2 separate regions of the Anser cygnoides genome follow, and region 1 is linked to region 2. The links are chromatin contacts, called in public Hi-C maps. All regions are on one chromosome and are shown on one strand. The core of a region is the stretch at or near the end of the contact, and the rest is flanking DNA. Distances in the headings are between cores, read along the strand shown. Region 1 holds the start of FGF7 (fibroblast growth factor 7). Region 2 overlaps GALK2 (galactokinase 2).

What was found. Hi-C and Micro-C count contacts between places; a contact is called where the count stands out from the background.
Region 1: a contact with region 2 is called in a Hi-C map of liver, with 3 times the contacts expected there. The contact joins the promoter of FGF7 here to the enhancer-like site in region 2. A contact is called at or near these places in 2 of 7 Hi-C or Micro-C datasets (granulosa cells and liver).

Annotation. Positions count from the first base shown.
Region 1 is chr11:22,056,704-22,059,403 of Taihu_goose_T2T_genome, forward strand. FGF7 (fibroblast growth factor 7) reads left to right here and starts at 1,357. Exons shown (of 6, transcript XM_067003800.1): 1 at 1,357-1,555; 2 at 2,463-2,657. The coding sequence starts at 1,516. All of the region lies in intron 7 of FAM227B (family with sequence similarity 227 member B), which reads right to left. It overlaps LOC125180699 (a long non-coding RNA gene), which reads left to right. Exons shown (of 4, transcript XR_007159493.2): 4 at 204-497.
Region 2 is chr11:21,971,937-21,974,660 of Taihu_goose_T2T_genome, forward strand. The region is part of intron 3 of GALK2 (galactokinase 2); the gene reads left to right. Among named protein-coding and RNA genes, the nearest start is that of GALK2, 7.4 kb to the left of the region's middle. Within about 2 kb of position 1,430, at least 1 of the 3 cell types and tissues checked has open chromatin away from gene starts, as enhancers often do.

The sequences.
Region 1 (2,700 bases), core at 107-2,606, 85 kb after region 2:
CTGTGTTTGTGTACGGAAAAGCCTGAGTAATACAAGGTTGCCTGGTCTTGTACACCTTTGATGATTATTTTGGGCCATTCCAGTGAAAAGAACATTTCACTTATGTCCCCCTCACCACAAGGTGGCACGTATGTACTCTGTTATTTAACTGCCTCTACAGTTTGCTTCAATTTCTAAGAAGTAACTGTTACCTATTTCTACAGAGTGGGAGGAGTGGCGATGGAAGAAAAGCAGGTAATGATAAACAGCATTATTATATCAAGTACAGGCAATTAAAGGTAGGTAAACCATTCTTGATTCATGAATTAATTCCAAACTTTCCTTCTTACTAGTATTCTGCAGAAGGGTCTGAAGCGTATTCACATTAAGCGTGGAAATTAGACAAGATAAAGAGCTATTGAAAACCTAGCTTCTATATGTTTTACAAATACATTCATCAGAATTTCGACAGAATTTAAGGGTGAAACAGAACATAGACTTCGGATAGCAGACTGATGCCAAAGATGGATATAAGCACAGAGAAGCAGAAAGCCGGGCACATCTACCCATGTCTTTGACTCTGGGAAGTTTAAGCCTCCTGGTTATCCATTGGTTGAAGTATGAGGCTTTACTTCCATCACTGCACCTTTTCATTCTCATGTTGTGAGTTTCAGAAACCAGTAACTACTTCAATGATCCTTGTGGGTCCCCACCAACTCAGATATTCTATGATTCTACCTATGTTAAGGAAGGCTGTTTCCTAGTAGCACTTTTTCCTTCATGCTAATAAAAGTTGTGCTTAAATGTCAGGCTTTCAAACATCCACATATGCATTCTCATTTTCCCCTAGTGGCTAATCAAGTGAAAGTCTCAGTGATTTTTTTGCAGTCGTTCCTCTTTTCAAGTCCATGATATAAAAATATGCAGCACAATCTATAATGGTCACAGCACACTCTCCACAATACATAATGTACCCACATGTTTCATATACCCACCAGAAATACAATAAGCAGACTATGAATCCACCAAGCTGCACAAAAGATTTCAAAGAAAACAGATAAATGTGTGTGTATGAAAGAGAGGAGGAGAAATTTTTTTAAAGACAGAAAAATACTGAACTAAACCAAAGCACAGAAACACTAAGTAGCACGCAAAGCAATTCTATCCACACATCATGGGATGTGTACTTTTAGAAAGTAGATTCTTGGAGATTTAAAGTATAAACTATGTACATAGCTCCCTCTGATGACCATTGGACACGATACAATGCAAGTCTCCTTTTATTTTTGTTCGTGCATTCAACTGACAGCTGACTGGTTAAATTCTAATTGCTTCCAAGTGAGGTCAGCAAAGGTATTTATCGAAAAGGACTGAACAACAGACTCAACACACACATGCACGCGCACTCATAAGCACACACATCTCTCTAGCGTGTTGATTTATGGAAACAATTACAATTTTGGTGGAGTCTTTCTGAGCTGAGAAAGTTTGTAGCTACAACAGAGTATCTCATGTTGCAAAAAGCAGACAACAGAAATGGAATACTTGGGTATCCAGCTCTTATCAACAGGAACAAGTAAGTTATCTATCCTTTACAGAAACATTCAGCAGTTTCTAACAGCTAATAACCTTTATCTTCATTTGTATATGCTAGATGCTAAAAAACATTATGAAAACTATTTCTTTTAATAAACTGAAAAATGTAGGAATAAAAATACAGGCTAAGACTGTGAAGTCTGTCTTGAAATTTGAACTAGAGAAATGTTATCTGATAGATTGTGCTAATAGTGAAGATATATGTATGAAGTAATCAGCAGAATTTTACCATGCATGATAAAGTCGTTCAACTGAATCAATATGGGATTTTTGGACTGATTTAAGACTGAGACAGAACTATGTTTACAATCAGTTTAAATGTCTGTTTACGTAAATTGTTATGAGAGATATCTATTGTATATATATATTTGCATATTTGTAAAAGTCAGCTTAGCGTGTTATACATTTATGTATAGTACTTTTCAGTAGCATAATGTGTCCTTGCACGTTTGTAACAATTGAGCATAAAGACTTACACTTGAACCTTTTCTCACAGATCTTTTACTTTCAGTGCAAGCAGCAAATTCAAGTAGTACAGAAGGTCACAACAACAAAGGTTTTTATAACTTGTGTCTTTAAAGGATATTCTGACTGCAGAGATTTTTAAGAAGCTCTTCTATTTCACCATTAACTATTAAGGAATAAACGATCAGAATTCTAGAAGAGGGAACTATCTCATTTAAATGAATCTGTAACTCGTAAAGACAGAAGGCAGGTCGGTGACCTAAGAGCAACAGTCTACTTGAGATTTAATTTTCATTATGTTGTTCATGAACACCCAGAACACTGCACTATAATGCACAAATGGATACTGACATGGATCCTGCCAATTTTGCTCTACAGATCATACTTTTACATTATCTTTCTAATGGGCACTATATCTTTAGCTTGCAATGACATGACTCCAGAGCAAATGGCTACAAATGTGAACTGTTCCAGCCCTGAGCGACATACCAGAAGCTATGATTATATGGAAGGGGGGGATGTAAGAGTAAGAAGACTTTTCTGTCGAACTCAGTGGTATATGAGGATTGATAAGCGAGGCAAAGTAAAAGGGACAAGAGAAGCAAACAACAACTACAGTAAGTAATATCTTTGCTTTTCCTATTTGACTTCTAAGTTTTT
Region 2 (2,724 bases), core at 180-2,679:
TTAATTTTCGGTCATTTTAGTGAATTGAATTGTGATGGATTCAGCACAAAAGCTGACTCAGGGTAAACAGTGGGAACATACAGTGATGAGTGGGGGGAAGGAAGTGGAAGACTTTACTTTTCTGTGATAGAAACCTGCAATGGGGCTTCAACTTTGTTGCAAAACCATTTTGCAAGAGACAAGAGTTTCAGAATTGTAACAGCTTTGATTAGGGAAAGTTATTACAAAGGCTGCTAAATAAAGCAGTAACCAAAAGGTAAATATATTTATGTGGTTTTTGAGCTTTGGCTCATTACATGGCAATTAAAATAGCCTTCTGAGGCACATACAGTTCTTACCAGATCTAGAATTACAGCCTTTGAATTCAAATTGTGTGCACAGTCACTGTATTTTTATGTATGCCTTGTTTTCAGTTTAAAATCATATGTTTTAAACCATAAACCAAGAAAAGGTTTCAGATTATGGCATTAAGCATTCTCTGTTTTGTTGAGACACTGTTGCTTAAAAACAAAGCTAAAACATGCCCATAATTTCATAACAAAGAAATATTTTTCAATACTTTGAATGTTATACCACATAACAAAATTGTTGACAATATATCTTTTTTTCCCCCAGCCTGTTCCACTGCTAGATGTTTATGCCTGTAGTGAATGCATGCATATATATAGGCCTTTGGCTAGCAAGGGCTAACCATAAGCCTCTGTAGAATCACTGTTACCTATTTCATTCTTGTTTTGTGAACTGTTTACCAGTTCATGTAACATGTAACAGTTCTGTAGCCCTCATCCACCCTGATTATTCATATTAACTTTAGGAAAAACAGAACAGAGAATAGGTGGCAAAAACAAAACAAACAAACAAAAACTTTGTTTTTCATCATAAAGCATCTCAACTGATCAGATGCTTTTAAATATTATTTGGGCTAAAATGGTATTCAAAAGTTAAAGTCTCTTGAAGATCCAGATAACTCCTCTTCACACAGCACCTTTTTAATTGAGAAAGACTTGTACAGAGAGTATCTGACATCACACATCTCAAAATGCTTTCAGAAATGTCAAAGCACGATAATTATCAATTACCATTCCATCTCACAGAATGACCTGAAAATCTTTAAAAAAAAAATTAGATTTTTTACAGAGAGTTCAAACAGAAAAACTAAGAAACTGCTGAGACAATGAGGCTCTGTGTGAAAAAGCCAAATTGGTCTCCCAGAAGTAAGGATTAATTACTACTCAAGCAAGGAAAAACATCTCAACCACATTTTTTTTTCCACATTATTCAAGAAACTCACCTCTTCTAATTATACAGACCAATTAAAATGCTTATATCTAGCCCTGGAGGAGGGAAAGCCTTACCACAAGTCCTTTAAAATGGAAAGGTTGGGACAGACAATATCAAGGTATTTTTATCTCAAGGGGATGTTTTCCCCTATTTTTTATTCTACTTGTTTTCACAAAGTACTTATATCAAACTTCCTACCTTCCAGTAGGAGGGCTGAAGGCAAGATTGAAAATTTTCTGATTTAAGATAGCTCGGGCATTTAGGAATGAGTTTTTGTAACAAATTGAATGTGATAACAACAGCAAAAAGACTTAAGGTTTCTGGGGACCTTGCCAATTCCACATCCTGTGTTTGTATGAATTATGTGCATGTGAAACTTGCCAAGTTCACAGCCAACTTTTCTTTCTTTTTCTATGTGAGATTACAGAAATCTACAAAATGCACTTTAAGAAGTAGTTATTTTCATTTATCCACAGAACCAGCAAATATATACCATAGTATATGTCTTTTTGTTCATTACATTCTAACTTTGTCTGATTGCATGCAAAGAATTATGCAGATAAAATATTTTAGGACCCTTTTTTGAGGAAAAGAGGACTTTAAATTCACTGTATGATAATCACTTTTACACATTGATTTCCAGCATCTTACTTTTTTAAAATAATAATTTAAGGTTATTGTAGAAAACAAACATAAGTAAACAGAGGATTATTTTATTCTTCATTACTTTTGACAGTCATTTTCTACTGTACTTCTGCTTTTTGATTATATTCAAAAGCCGTAACAAAAACAATTTGTTTTATTCTCTGGAAGATTGTTCCGAAGACACGTGAATCTCAAATTGGAAGAATTTACTGCTATCCTTGAACTTTACTTGTATTGTAATCTCCACACTCCCTTTCAGATCTTTTTGTTACTCTACAATCCCCAGTATTTTGCAGTTAACTTGCTACAATTCTTCAGTGCTGCATTGTTGATGAAGTCCTGTAAGTGGCACTATTTTGAACAATTTGGATGGGAAGATAGCAACTTATATGTTAAACTGTATAGCAATCTCTGATGTTTCTGCACTGTACTGAATATTGAAAGTGAATGTATAACTGAGAAAATATTAATTCTAAGTTGATATTTGAAATGTGATATCTGTCTTGTAGCATTTACCTGGGAATAGGCTGTAGATTGGCAATACAAGTGGAGTATCTTACTACAACACAGCTAGCATTAGAACCTATGTTTGCATAAACACAAAAATTGCAGCCTTTAACTGCATCACAATAAAGTGAAGTTTTCAGCCATTATTTGAAGACAATTATATCATTGTAAGATGCTTTATATTAGTATGACTAACAGGTTCTCTATAGGGAACAGAATACTTTACTGATAAAGACACCTTCACACTGGTATTTTTTTACAGGTAGTAACTAGCAGTATTATTTTGGACAA